Regions from separate parts of the Oncorhynchus kisutch genome. Here region 2 is linked to region 1. A link is a contact called in public Hi-C data. All regions are on one chromosome and are shown on one strand. Each heading gives the region's core, a stretch centred on a gene start, on an enhancer-like site or on the middle of the called end of the contact. The rest is flanking DNA. Distances are from core to core; before and after follow the strand shown. Region 1 holds the start of LOC109904571 (tetratricopeptide repeat protein 7B). Region 2 holds the start of nrde2 (NRDE-2, necessary for RNA interference, domain containing).

What was found. Hi-C and Micro-C count contacts between places; a contact is called where the count stands out from the background.
Region 2: a Hi-C map of muscle shows a contact between it and region 1, with 10 times the contacts expected there. The contact joins the promoter of nrde2 here to the promoter of LOC109904571 in region 1. A contact is called at or near these places in 2 of 2 Hi-C or Micro-C datasets (liver and muscle).

Annotation. Positions count from the first base shown.
Region 1 is chrLG14:20,027,189-20,035,068 of Okis_V2, reverse strand. It overlaps LOC109904571 (tetratricopeptide repeat protein 7B), which reads right to left and starts at 5,024. Exons shown (of 22, transcript XM_031787605.1): 1 at 4,773-5,024; 2 at 4,711-4,771; 3 at 3,356-3,510; 4 at 2,842-3,010. The coding sequence starts at 4,829.
Region 2 is chrLG14:20,173,713-20,181,592 of Okis_V2, reverse strand. nrde2 (NRDE-2, necessary for RNA interference, domain containing) reads right to left here and starts at 4,963. Exons shown (of 15, transcript XM_020501407.2): 1 at 4,844-4,963; 2 at 4,226-4,342; 3 at 3,528-3,630; 4 at 3,011-3,211; 5 at 1,916-2,053. The coding sequence starts at 4,331. It overlaps LOC109904201 (calmodulin), which reads left to right and starts at 7,145. Exons shown (of 6, transcript XM_020501410.2): 1 at 7,145-7,316. The coding sequence starts at 7,314.

The DNA.
Region 1 (7,880 bases), core at 3,775-6,274:
TCTGTATACTCTACACCTCACATACAGTACTGTGGCCTTTGCCTCTGGTCGGGATAAGACCACACAATGCAGCCCACCAGGGGTTAAAGTTCACGCTCAAGCTTTAGTGTCTGTGTGTGTTTGTGCGTGCGAGGATGCGTGTGCATAGTGTACAATCATCGGAGTCAAGGACAGCCACCAGCCTCACCTCATGTCAGCCAAGGACTGAAGAAGCCTTCCTTTCTTCTAAAGAGGAGATTAGGACAACAATCGCCTTCTACTTCTGGCTCTCACTCTTCTACAAATGAAGGCCCTCACTCTTTTCCCTCATGTATGGCCCTGAGTTTCCCTGATTTTGTGACCTGGCAAGGAAAAACTCTGGGCCTTTGTTGTAGTCAGAGTTTTCCATGTAAACTCACGTGCGAAGGAATATCTCGGGCCCTAAAAGGATACTATGAGGAAAAGTATCCCTGTCTGACCTTTGGGTAAACTGTATCTTGTTTTGTGTGGGCCGGTTCTGTCAATCACCAGACCATTCTGTTTGTAACAAGACAATATGTAGAAAAGCACTTCCATTGTGGCTACACACACCTTGTTGTTATGAAACTGAATCTGCAGTTCCCAAAGCACCCTTTTCAAACAACGCATTAATAATAGATAATAGCCTTAATAACTCATTCATTATAAATAGCTCTAGCCTCTGGAATTACACAAGACTACTCCAACTGTGTGACGCTCAAATAGAGCCATTCACTAAAAGGGTCCAAACAATATAAGCCAAACGGTTCTTCCATCAACCCCACATGATTCATTTACACACCCTGAAACCTCTAGTACCATAGAGGTGCAGATGTCTTCTCTTTATAGGACATGACTGGAACATGAACACTGATGCAAGAGAGAAAGACAGAGAGGGATTGAAGTAGAGAGGGGAGGAGAGCTATACATAGATAAAGAAACAGAAAGACAGAGAGGGATGGAGAGAGAGAGAGAGAGAGGGGAGGAGAGAGAGAGAGAGTTATAGATAAGCAAAGAAACAGAAAGACAGAGGAGGCAGAGACAAACAGATGGAGAGATTAACATGCTCTGTCACAGATGGACGGACCGCCACCATGGATGGATGGATGGAGAGAGAGCGAGAGAGAGAGATAGAGATCTGCAAAGATGGATGTATGCAGCCATGCTTGTCTTTGCCTTATAAAGATTTCCTGTGGTGGAGATGCGGGTATGTTAATGACTGGAGCCGGGGGGTTCTGTTGTCATTGTATGGCTCTGCTCTCTCTGCTGCCGTGCCAGATAACTTATTCATGCCACTGTGGCACTCTCACAGCCTAATGGGCTCCTGTGTTACTCTAAACAGGCCGGCCTGACCTCCTCCTCCCCTCCACTCCTCTCAATTAGGACGCTCATTAAAATTAAAACAGCAGTAATGTCTTCCCATTCCCGCCATCGGACAAACAAGATGGCTGGTCCAGACAAAGTCACACAAAATGACAAATGAACTCAGGTTAGCTATCCATCAACACTGCCTTACACAGCCAACAAATGACTATATAAGAAATGATGCTGTTTAACATAAAAGAGAGCTTCATCTGAAGAGACTTCCTTCCATTCTAGATGTTTCCGGCTATAAAGTCAGCTTGCCTAAATTCAGGTCAAGCCCTAATGTTTCAATGCTTCACTCCATATACACAGTATGATTGCAGGCAATACGGCCCGGGGAGGAGACGTGTGTATGCCTATGTGGGGGTGGGGTTGCCTACGCAATGCAGTCGCTCCACAGTGATGTATGCTGTATGGGCAACTGCTTGCATCATCGGTCGGTCTGTGTAAATCCTAGGATAGGCTGCTGTATGTATAGAGGGGGACAGATTTGTGTGTGTGTGCATACTAGGCTGCTGTATTGAGGGGCTCCACACTACAACAGACAGACAGACAAGTCTGTCTGTCTGTGTGAGGACTCCTCTCTGCATGAGCAAACATAAGCATAGTGAACAGTGAACCTCTACTGCCACCATATGGCCCATCAACACATTGCAGGGTATACTAGCTCAAACAGAGGACTGGTGCTGCTCTGTCAATTTCCTCTTTACAGAGACAATGGAGACCATTTTTCCTCCATGTCATGTCCATTTTAATATACACACTAGATTTAGATACAGCAACAGACTCTATTATAGGACATTTAAAACTCCATTACTTATCCATCAAAACCATCTCCATTTTACAGCAGGTCATTCAAACATCCCCTTGTATTAGTGCAGAATTCTGAGGGGAAAGCCTGAGCAAGCCTCCACAGACAGGGACTGCATAATGAGGTAGGTCACATTGTGTTCTCATCAGCTAAGCTAATTGTCCCTCTGGCAAGCATACAGTGACAGAGTTCAGGGGTGCAACGGCAGGGCGGGCACCAGGTTAAGACTCAGACTGACCAGACCAGCAGAGTTAGGTAATACATTCACCCCAGCACTTTCTCAATACATGACTGAGGCAGTGGAAGAACAGAGGGCTTCAGCACCACAGATTAGGCTCAATGTCCTTTAGAATAGACAAATTCACCAAATTACTAGAATGAATGTGTCGAGTACTGAAGCGGAGTTGAGATTGAAGCTGAAATTTGGTAGTAGAATAGACGGTATGGTTTTGCAGTGTTTCCCCTACCATAGATCTGTTCCCCTGGACAATTTTGTTGCATAGATTTCGAATTGGGAAATACTGGCAGGGTTTTCCAGCACAGGACCTTTTTGGGCAGGCAACCCAAAGGTTTTCTCGTGGCCACTGCCACCACCTAAGCCCCTTTTTGAGCTAGGAAAAACCCTGACTGGTGTAATGTGAGGGCATTATGGCACCCTAAGCTCTTACCTTTGGTAGCGTATGCTTCGGCAATCATGGAGAGACGGTAGACGGGGGCTCCCACCAGTGCCAGCTCGTCCAGGGTCACTTTGCCATACTGGTTGAAGGCCTCACTCTAGTCTCCCTCCACATAGGACAGCTTGGCCATCAACATACTAGCCTCTTGCATGTAGTCCGGCTAGGCACAAAAGGAAAGAGAAGAGACAGTTACTGTGTAGCCATATGTTTTCTCCTGAACACAAAAATACATGTTCAGATTTCAGAGAAAAAGGGTGCATACAAGCAGCATGAGGGAGTGAGGCAGTAATATGAGGTTATACAATTCAAAGGGGATTCTCTCAGTTTGGGAAAGCAGTGAGTGTACAGCCAGATCCTGATTAAACCAGTGTTACCCTTTTGCAGGATTATAATACTGTTATAAGACTGGACTACACTGTTATAACACTTACAAGAGTAAACTAGACTGGAGACTGGACATATGACGAATACTAATGGCTAAAGGTGTTATATCATTAACATCTACCTTGAGGTTCCCTCGGTCCAGGGCAGCGGTCAGGTGCTTGCGGACCTCTACAAGCTGGGGTCTTGGGCCCCTCGGGCTGGCCCCCTGCTTGATGGGGTTCTTTTTGAGGTACTGCTGGAGCTTGGCTTCCCCCAGCAGCAGATTCCCCAGGTCATCTGAAACACAAACAGAGTTTAGTCTATACCTCCAGCAGTGGAGGCTCCTCAGAGGAGGAAGGGGAGGACCATCCTCAGTGAATTTCATTCAAATAAAAATAGTGAAACATTAAAAAAGTTACACTTTTTAGATAATATATTTAGTATAGTTTTCACATCACCAAATAATTTATTAAAACACACGGTTTTGCAATGAATGGCTACAGTTGCCTCAACAGCACTCTGTACAGTAGAGCCACTGTAGGAGGACAGCTAGTTTCCATCCTCCTCTGGCTACATTGACTTTAATACAAAACCTAGGAGGCTCATGGTTCTCACCCCCTTCTATAGACTGACACTTCTCTGTTCTCAATTACATTCAAATCAGCATTGAAAAAAAGTTTACGTTTGTTCCAACTGAGCGAGTCTGACCACAAGTCAGAGACCACTATGACACATCAAATGTGTGGATCACGGGAAAAGAGCAGGAATAGGCTTTTGTAGGCTACAGTCCAAGCTATGTCTTCCAATGTTGTGACTGCTGTTGGCATCCAAATATTATCAAACTTAAATAAACGCTTGGAGGATGCTTATCAATCATTGTTTTTTAAACCAGTGGACTGCCAGTGAAAGATGTGCTCTTGCAACAGCTGCATAGTGCGGATCCCAGCCTATGGAATAAAAGTGGCGCTTGTATTGCTCAATCTAATTCATGATTCCTTGAAACTTGTTATTTCGCACAGATTTCAATTTTGTTTATGTTGATTTCTGTAAGCCGCTCCATTGTGTATGATTAGGCCACTGATATGCAGGACTAAATATTCTTAAACTATTTATATGAAGTCTACCTATGCAACTGGTAAGATAGCTAGCTCAGTAAAATAATTTAGAACTATTTAATGAGTGAGAATTTTCAACAAGTATGCACTCTCTGTCCAAGTTAGTTAGATACAGTAGCTAGCCTAAAATGACAAAGTGAGTGCGTATGCACGATCAAAGAAGCTTCGGGTTTTCGCTAAATATAAACTATACCGGTGTGTTCAAGATCATTATTTAATTCTTACAGACGCATGACCTCTAGAAGTAGCTGGCTACTTGACAGCCACTCGCAAAGGAAGTTTCATTCACGTAGACGCGCTGACGTGGTTAGGAAAGCCCGTGGATTCCGTTCCCTGTCCAGGCCCCAAATCTTTAAGTGAACCGCAGAGCAAATCTTAACACTTGATATTAGTTTGGCAGAGAGCTGCCGTACAAGCTCTGGTATCTTGTCCCATTGCCCCTTTGGAACGGCTTCGTTCTATCTCTGTCTCGAGTCGTGACCCAGACTTTCTCGCTGTCATGTTCAATTCAGACTCTAGCAGAGACCAAAACACAACAGGACTGCCAAGATGGCTGCTTGAACAGACGCTTTTTTACCGAGCTCCGTACCAAACTTCAGAAAGATTGTGAAAATTGTTTTTTTTTCTTTAAAGTTTAGTCATTATTTTTATTTGTTCAAGATATAAGACCTTTCCTGTGACTGGAATGATAATTGGATAATTTATTTCAGCATGTCCATGCAAAGTCGTGACAAAAAAAGAAAGGAAAAAGTTAGCCGTTCTATTGCTAATCAACAAGAGAGAAACGTGCTTATAGACAACTGCCATAACTACACTTGGCCTATGGATAATATCATGCTTTCGAATGCTGAAGATGACGAATTCCCCTCTTTACCGGTTACTCCGTGCAAACCTCCACCCTCCAAAAAACCCAACATGAACTCTGACATCGTGGCTACCCTCTCCTTACTCATCAACTCCAGGTGTGACGCCATTGAAAAAATGGTAGGCGCGAACACCATGGTTATCGAAGGCTTGAAAAAGACCGTGGAGTTTGCATGTGGTGAAATTAATGATGTGAAAACGAGAGTGGCAAAAGTTGAAAAAAATGTGGAAAGGGTGGAAAAGAATAACAATGTCTACCATAGACGTCTCACTGATCTGGAACAATACACAAGAAAATGGAACCTGAGACTCTACGGCTTGCCAGAGGTGGAGAATGAAGATGTGCGAGGAGAGGCTATCCGTATCTGCCAAGAAGTTTTGCCTGCAGAGAAGAACAAAGTTGGTGATACCATCGACGTTGTACATCGCCTCGGCAAGAAGCAACAGCAAAGCGATTCAAGACCCAGGGGTATCATCATCCTATTCACTACCAGATTCTACAGGGATGCTGTCTGGAAAGCTGCTAGGAAGAACGCCTTCCTTCAGAGCCATGGTATGCGTTTCGCCGAGCATCTCAGCCCGGAAGACATAGAAAGAAGGAACAAGTTGTGGCCAACGATCAAGATAGCACGAAGTGAGGGGAAGGCTGCTTACTTCGTCGGAGGACGAGGTTTCATCAACGGTTCAGAAATCCATATTCCTCCCTAAAATCTCACCAGAAGGAACAGGTTGATGGTTTCAGCCATGGTATTCTCATTTTCCTTATGTGATTTACCTAACAAGCATCAGGTGACTATTTTAAAGGAATACTCAGGTATTTCAATTCATTAATTTGTTCTTGTATGACCAGAAGTCCTATTTTGTTTATAAACTTACGAAGAAGATTGAAAGCTGAATTTATGTTTTATGTATACAGTAACTAAGATACTGTCCTAAATGGCATACAGGTCTGCTCTGACTTTACACGGTTATTGTTCTATTTAGTTATTAATACTTATTTCCAAAAAAGGTCTTAGGAACGTTTATATGTAAAACATTTTGTTATACAATTATTTTATGATCAGTTTTCATATGTACTTAAAATAGTAGGTACCCTTTTATTTAAATTATTATTTATTTTATTTCTCAAAATAGTTCCTGATTACACTAAAGAGGCTTTTTAGTCTCTCTTACTACAAGAACCCTTGGTTTGGTCTTGAACATAATTTCCAGTTGAGTTGAATTTCAAAGGTTATGGAATAAGCTATTTTCACTTTAAATTGACTTAAATGGTGCAGATCTCGGTTCCTTATCGTTTACGTTCACTGCTCCTACGTCTTTGACTCATCCTACTACAGTTTATACTTTTATATAATCTTTGTTGTTTTGTCTTTGTCTATATTATCTCTTAATGCTAGGGGGTTACGAAACAGTGTGAAGCGCAAGGCCTTATTTCTATTTGCTAAACAATTTCGAACAGATTTTTGCTTTTTTCAAGAGTCTCACTCAATTTCTGCTGATGCCAACTTCTGGAGGTCACAGTGGGGCAACGATATTTGGCTTTCCCATGGATCTGAACGCTCTGCTGGTGTCACTACAATGAAAAATACCTTTGGTGGTAATATTCTACACTCGGAATGTGACCCCTTTGGTCACTTTATTTGTCTTGTGATCAGTTACAATGACATTACATTCATTACTGTAAACTTCTACGGGTACAACACCAAACATGAGAATGATGAGTTGCTTGAATCTATAGAGAAACATATACTTCATTGGTTATCTAAATTTCCCAATTCGTTATTATTGATAGGAGGGGACTTTAACATTACAATAGATAATTCAACTGATAGATGGCCCCCAGGTAGGCCAACCAATCAGAATTTGGGTTTAATACTTTTTATGGAAAAGTTTGATCTTACTGATATATGGAGAGAGAGGTTTCCGGCCAAAAGATCTTTCACTTGGAGTAACAAAACAGGTTCCAGACAATCCAGAATAGATTTTTGGCTTATATCCAAATGTATTGATAGTGAGTGTGTTACTACAAATATTTGTACTACTCCCCTCACAGACCATAAGGCTATTTACATTGATATCAAAATATTTACCCCTGATACGAACCTTGGTAGAACATCCTACTGGAAGCTAAATGGCTCATTATTAAATAATGATATCGTTACATTTGAGGTTAAAGATCTGCTCTCACACTTTTGGAAAAGGGCTTGTGAAGAAAAATCTTATTGCAAGAACTGGGAGCTCTTTAAATTTGAGGTGTCCAAATATCTTAGAAAATATGGTAGTAATCTTGCTAAGACCAGAAGAGCTGAGGAGGAAAAGGTGATCATTAAGATAACTTCCCTTTCTCAGAGGTCCCCAGCTGACCTCTTGGGGGAGGAGAAGATGGAACTAATTGAGTTACAAAATAAACTGGATAATATATATAAATTAAAAGCAGAAGGAGCCTTTATTAGATCTAGGAAAAAATGGATTGAGGAGGGAGAACAGAATTCATCCTATTTCTTTAGACTTGAGAAATTTCACTCTAAAAATAACACTATCCATAAGTTAAACATTGATGGTGTTATTACAGATGACCAAAAATTAATCGCTAAATACTGCAGCAATTTTTACAGAAAATTGTATAGCTCTACGTACTGTCAGGAATCCACAGATGTGTTTTTTAACTCACTGAATAATGTTCACTCT
Region 2 (7,880 bases), core at 3,714-6,213, 150 kb before region 1:
GAAGGGGTGTCCATATAGTGTACAGTGCATTCGGAAAGTATTCAGACCTTATTCAGGCATTATTCTAAAAATGACAGTGCATGTCAGAGCAAAAACCAAGCCATGAGGTCGAATGAATTGTCCGTAGAGCTCCCAAGACAGGATTGTGTTGAGGCAAAGATCTGAGGAACGGTACCAAAAAAAATGTCTGCAGCATTGAAGTTTCCCAAGAACACAGTGGCCTCCATCATTCTTAAATGGAAGAACTTTGGAACCACCAAGACTCTCCCGAGAGCTGGCCACCTGGCCAAACTGAGCAATCGGGGAAGAAGGGCCTTGAACCCGATGATCACTCTGATGGAGCTCCAGAGTTCTTCTCTGGAGATGGGAGAAACTTCCAGAAAGACAACCATCTCTGCAGCACTCCACCAATCAGGCCTTTATGGTACAGTGGCCAGACAGAAGACACACTCCTCAGTAAAAGGCCCGTCACAGGCTGCTTGGAGTTTAGCAAAAGGCACCTTAAGGACTCTCAGACCATGAGAAACCAGATTCTCTGGTCTGATGAAACTAAGATTCAACTCTTTGGCCTGAATGCCAAGTGTCACATCTAGAGGAAACTTGGCACCATCCCTATGGTGAAGCATGGTGGTGGCAGCATCATCATGCTGTGGGGATGTTTTTCAGCGGCAGGGACTGGGAGACTTGTCAGGATCGAGGGAAAGTTGAACGGAGCAAAGTACAGAGAGATCCTTGATGAAAACCTGCTCCAGAGTGATCAGGACCTCAGACTGGGGTGAAGATTCACCTTCCAACAAGACAACGACCCTAAGCACACAAACAAGACAATGCAGGAGTGGCTTCGTGACAAGTCTTTAAATGTCCTTGAGTGGTCCCAGCCAGAGCAAACTGAAAATAGCTGTGCAGCGATGCTCCCCATCCAACCTGACAAAGCTTGAGAAGATCTGCAGAGAAGAATGGGAGAAACTCCACATATACAGGTGTGCCAAGCTTGTAGTATCATACCCAAGAAGACTCAAGGCTGTAATCGCTGCCAAAGGTGCTTCAAACAAAGGGTCTGAATACTTATGGAAATGTGATATTTCCAGGGGGGGTTTTATAATACATTTGCACAAAATAATTTGTGGGGATTTGTGTGGAAAAACAATTTAATCAATTTTAGAATAAGGCTGTAATGTAACAAAATGTGGAAAAGGGGTCTGAATGCTTTCCCGAATGCACTGTACGTATGGCAACAATATATACCCCACAGTGAGCGTACATCCTAGGCATGTAATTATTAAATTCACTAAGTATGTAGGGCATAGAGTGCGCTCTGACAGGAAGGAAGGAATTTATAGCAGTTAAAAGCTTTGATTTCAGCACCCTGACTGTGACTGCAGGCTGAGGGCAGTCAGAGGGCTGAAGTAGTAAAACCATCTGTGAGAGATGGATTACTGCAGCGCTACAGACACAAAACTCTGTGCAGCTTTTATTATCACCCCCCCAACTCCACCCTCTGGCCACCCAAGCTCACGTGTGATGATGTGTACTGTAATGGAGCTGACTGACTCCCTCTCTGATTGACCTTGCGTTGGGAGCAGAACCAGGCAGGGGGGTAAACTAAACACTGCTGGCCAACAGATACCCTTGCAACACTATCGTGCCAACCTGAACCGTACGGTTATTTTCGCATTGTCCTTTCCAGTGCGAGTCCAGCGACAGTGATGGATGCGCAGCCAGGCCAGTGAGGTATAGCTCAGCTCTGTCCAGCTCAGTGGTGTGGACAGGGTAAGAGTGGGTTGATGATGGCTGACGGACAGCTACACCTGAGCTGAGCTGGCAGTAATGGTGGTGGTGCAGAGGTGAGGGGTGTTAGAGTGGGGAGGCAGAGGGTGGAAGGTGGTGCAGCGGAGGGGGAAGGAAGGTTACCTACCTAGCGATATCTCCTCTGTAAAGTGATTTGTACTCCCAGTTGGCACGGTCTGCTCTCCTGTCCACGCAGAAGGGCTGATCGGTGGGGGTCTGTAGGTCATCCAACCACACAAAAGACCCCTCCACCTGAAACTTCTCACTACAGACAGAAATAGTCCGGATCAATGAAGAGTATAGGCCACACCTCTAAAGAGGGGTGGGTGACGTAGCGAGTCAGCGTTTTCATGATTGGCACAAAAGACAATATAGGGTTAGTGGTGCTACATCACAAACATGATGCCATAATGGAAATTGATAAGAAAGCTTTTCATAAAACAGACATAACCGTTAAACATTGACAGTACAGTAACAGATTAGTCGTTAAATATTGCCAGTACAGTACAGATAAAAAAGAATGGCAACATTAGGATAATTTGACTGTAGCTTGAAGGATAAGTTACACAAGTCTCCTGTGGAGGAGCCAGTCCTTGAATTGAGAGAAAGAGAGACAGGTGTGTGTGTGTGGACGTGTTTAACTATTCTTGTGGGGACCAGAAGTCTCCACAAGAATAGTAAGCCGAACAAAAATTTGACCAACTGGGGACATTTTGTTAGTCCCCACGAGGTCAAATACTATTTCTAGGGGGTTTAGGGTTAAGGTTAGAATTAGTGTTAGGATTATGTTAAGGGTTCGTTTTAGGGTTAAAGTTAGGGTTAGGGTAAGAGTACGGGTGGGGGGTAATTTCATTGGCAGCTCAGAGACCACCAGGCTTGTTAAATTCAGAGTCTGAGTCAAGAAGAGCTACTCCAACTGGCAGTCAGCCAAGACCCCCAGAGTATACCTCCCCTAACGCACTGAGCCACGGACAATGAATCTCCCTCCTACCTGGAAACACTTCAATCCTGAAACAGAACAACTACTACAGTAATACCAGCCATGGGCAAGTATTCAAAAAGCATCTTACGGTAGGAGTGCTGGTCTAGGATCAACTCCCCCCCCCCCTCCCCCTGTCTAAATACTCATTCATTATGACATAAATTGCAAAACTGATCATATATATTCCTATTAGAGCATGTATCCTGGGTCTCACTGGGAACAAAATGAGTGAGGTCATACCTGGGAGGAGTGCTCTCAGCCTTTTTTAGGAGGTCACTGGGGTAGATAGTATCCGAATCTGAGCCACTGCTTGCTGGAGAGGGTTCTCCACTCTTCTTCTTGTGCTTCTTCTTTTTCTTCTTCTTCTTCTTCTTCTCCTTCTTTTTCTTCTTGTTGGATTGGACATCATTCTTATCCTCCCTCTCTGGTATAACGTGTCTGCTGAGAAATGTTAGTAGTATATATTTAAGTACAAATATCACAAGCTGTTGATTTTGGGGTGAAACTACCACCACGTCAATGCTGAGATCATATCCTCCCACAAAAGTATAAGATATTTGGAGGTAAACTTCTTATAATTGTGTAATAAAAACAAGATTGTGTAGTAAAATTCAAAGCTACTCAATAAAACCTCCATTGCTTCTCAAACGGGCAGAATGCCTTATCCTGTCTCCTGTACAATGGAGCATGTAATACTATTGAGTCACAGTGAAAGGGAAATAATTGAATAACGATTAAACACTTATGATAATAACACCTTGTTTCTGCCGATTGTGTTTCGTTGGCTTTCTCAGTGGCTCGTTGGTGAAGAGAGAGAGCGTCATCAGTGCGGAAACTTTGATTGCTCAGCCATTCTAGTTCTGAGGAGAGAGAAGAGGAATGTCAAATCAATCGCAATCAGTTCTCTAGGGCTTTTAAGCACAAGAATTCATCAGGTTTGGCAACAGCTTTTTTCAGAAGGAAGCCCACTGATACAGTAAATGCACTAAAGATAGTTATATGTCAAAGGGTTGTCATATCGCATTGTGCCAATGGGTTTAGAGTTAAATTTTATAAGGACATGATATAGTACACCTTTTTGGTTAGATTAAGGTTATGGTGAGGGCCCGATGGGCCAATGCACTGCTGACCTACAGTAAGTGAGTGTAGGTAAATTGTTTATCATGCTTATTCACCTGGCCACACCACTGAGTAACTAACGTTAATGTTTATCAAATTATAGCTATGGATGCATATTTTGGGGGATGTTATGTTACGAGCAGAGACACTTAGCTAGCTGTTGAATAATTGTGTTGTGACCAATGAAGCTAACAAGCAAGTAAAACTAGGACACTGACACTTTCAAGCAGGAACGTTGCACTTACGTTTAATTTCACTAGATCTCTCTTTGAAAAGCCGTCACAGAACGGTGGCTAACACATCCACTAAACATAAATAAAAATTTGTGGGTCTTACCTTTAGGTGCAATCTCAGCTTTTGTATTTGATAATCCTGCAAAAGCTGGAAATAGGGCCATGTTGATAGCCTCTGCGTGTAAACAGTCGCATGAATGTGACGTCATCTCGAACGCGCCTGTGGTTTGTTGGAGAGGTATTTTAGGAATCGCATAATTTTAGGCTGCTAAAATCCTGTTCTCTTGAATGCAAATTGTATGATTGAGCATGAGCACACAAACACACTTCCATAGACTGATTAAACCGTGATTATGCCTGGGACATATTGTTGCAGACTGCGAGATTATTGCCTAAAAGTAAATCTTGGTTTGAATGTAGTAGTTTAATTCACAAAATAGACTCAATCAGCACAGGATTTCTAATATTTTAATTGTATATTCCCTGATTGATACACCTGTCATTTTCAATTCCGCGACTAAAAGTAAATAGTTCCGTGTATGCTTGCGGTGACCAATCGCCGATCCCCACCATTCCTCCCAAAAAACTCCAATCGAGCCCCTGCCAGATCAGGATGTATGATTTTGAGGAACTAGACAGACTGAAAGAAACGTCTTGTCGACAGCAATAACTATAGTATTACAAAATGCTCTGTGATACAAAGTAGACTGTCCGGCCATACCGTTTTCCTAAACTACTCAGGTAATATTAGGCGCCATTGTTTGACGCATTGCAGATCCAACGTAGCCAATCGTGGGCTCCCGTACATTGGGCAGAATATTGCAGGTCCACTGTATCCAATGAGAAGCGCCGTCTCAAAAATAACTGCAATTTCTCCAGCGTCAACAGACACTGGCCACTGTTTTTGAGTATTCTTCCGCAGAGATAAAACAGAATAAAGTAGAGCGCCATGTTCCAGCTCGAGCGCATCAGAAACCTGTATATTCATAGGCACGGGATGCAGTGAGGAGTCACTGGACAGACCGGAATCTGTCGAATTATACTACAGCTGCACTGTTGGCCACATGACCAAAGCCAATGTCACAATTTATTTTGTGCCTATGTATGTCAATCATTTACAGATTTTTGTATTTACTGTTTTGGTTGTAAATATGACACCTTATTAGGTTTTAGTTTTTTTATAATCACAAAACAGCATGCAGGATTTGGATAATCAACCTAGCAATTATTTTCATACCCTGATCAATTTACAAATGCATGAACTGAATATATGCTGTTCACTTTATTTGAGAGTAATAAAATATAGGCTATAGATATTGAGTAGTGATCCCCTGAAGGCATGCTCCTTGTAATTTCATTTTTAGAAGAAATTATATATTTCGGATTTCATGACAAATGCTGAAAACAAGTTGATTCTGAGTTTGCAAAAACATTGGAAATAAATATATCATTTTCATCAGTTATAGCCAAACAGGCCAACTATAAAACTACATGATTTGTCATTTTGTCAATGACTGATATTGGGTAATGAATATTAATTCAATATGACAAATAGGCTAGCCTAAATAAACCTCTTATTGTCTGATTATCACCATCGGCCTATGTTGTTTTTAAAGTAATAATGTAATGCACATTTCATAGCTTCAATTATCATGAAGTGATGATGGAATGCCAGCTATTCTACCAACAACATCTTATGTGTACTTTTTCTTTTTAATACTCTGTCTGGTGTTGCTTATCTCCAATGCAACAATAACTCAAGGAATGGCTGGTCAAATCCAAATGTATTAATATATGAGTAGGAGTACTTGTACCAGTAAGTGTCAGATACTGTCTGTATGAAATAATAAATAAACACATTTGGTGAGTGCTTATATTTGTCCTATTTCACATATGTAGGCCACAAGTGATTATTATATGCATATGTGAATTGGAAATGTTTTTTTTTTTTTGTATATCCCAACTCCCCTGAGACACTCTTGGAGAGTATATCAACAGCTACTCTGGAGCAATTAGGGTTAAGTGCCTTGGCAGATTGCTCACATTGTCAGCTCTGGGATTCAAACTAGTGACCCTTTGGTTACTGACCCAATGCTCTTACCGCTAGGCTTCCTGGCACCAAAGGCAAATTGGTCACTGGTCTGTGTTGTTCTATGTGTGTGGCTTTAGGTTTTTGTGCCACTGCACTGTACACTGTCCTTCTCTCAGCACATATCAAAGCTGAAGTAACCCTGATTCATATTGCCATTTTACCCATGCTAGATTACGGAGACATCATTTATAGATCGGCAGGTAAGGGTGCTCTCGAGCGGCTAGATGTTCTTTACCATTCGGCCATCAAATTTGCCACCAATGCTCCTTGTAGGACACATCATGACCCTCTATACTCCTCTGTAAACTGGCCATCTCTGTGTACCCACCGCAAGACCCACTGGTTGTTAAAGGTCCCCAAAGCACACACATCTCTGGGTCGCTCGTCTTTTCAGTTCACTGCAGCTAGCGACTGGAACGAGCTGCAAAAAAACACTCAAACTGGACAGTTTTATCTCAATCTCTTCATTCAAAGTCTCAATCATGGACACACTTACTGACAGTTGTGGCTGCTTTGTGTGATGTATCCCTTTGTGCTGTTGTCTGTGCCCAAAAAATGTGTGTACCTTGTTGTGTGTTGCTACCATGTTGTTGTCATATTGTGTTGCGTTCATGCTGTGTTGTCATGTGTCATGCTATGTTGCTGTCTTAGGTATCTCTTTGTGTAGTGTTGTGTTGTTTCTCTTGTCTTGATGTGTGTTTTGTCCTATTTTTCCACTTAATAGATTTAAAAAATAATAATAATCCCACCCAATTCCCCGCAGGAAGCCTTTTGCCTTTTGGTAGGCCGTCATTGTTAATAAGAATGTGTTCTTAACTGACTTGCGTAGTTAAATAAAGGTTTTAAAAATATATACAAATAACAACTCTGTCAGGCAAGTTTTCTGAGAAGGGAGGGAGGGAGGGATACATGCTGCCTGTCCTGCAGTGGGAAAATGCGGAAGTGAGTGAGAAGGGTTTTCAGCGGCGGAGGAATACACCAAGCTATATAGACAGAGATCGCGAGAGATACACACCTTCAACCCATCAGTAGAGGTCCCGGGAACTGGTCAATCTCGTAGTCTAGTTTTAGAAAACTAACACATTCAGCGCCGACAGACATGGTGAGTATTATGTCATGTGCTGCGTTGGAAATATTATTTTTAATTCAATATAATTTAAGCAAGCAATGGTAAGGATTCCTCGTTGCATGAATGCATGCTTTTCCTGCAGAGGAAGATTCGCGTGAACCGTTGAGTGACGGTCGGAGTGATCGTGCGTCGACGCTAGCTTGTCAGATTTTTGGGTGTTACATTATTGATTATAGGATCCTTCCTACAATTCCTATGCATTGCTGATTGTGTTTTTGATGGAGCGATATTTAAGACGAATGATAACTCAAAAGTATATTTTTGTCTGATGATCGAGGCAATTACTTCATGTCAGCGAGCCAGACCTGACTCCATGCGCCCGTGAAACAGTAGCATTTTACGGTTTTAATGTTTAACAAAACCCGTGTACTGATCCGGTAATGGAACGTGTTAAGGTTCTGTAACATAATATATGTGTAATATAGAATGTGGGCTATCCAATTATGATCGATATAAAGCTGAACAACCATTGAGATTTTTATATTTTCCACATGCACAAGCGGACCTCTCAATGCCGCGAACAAATATCTGATGCGG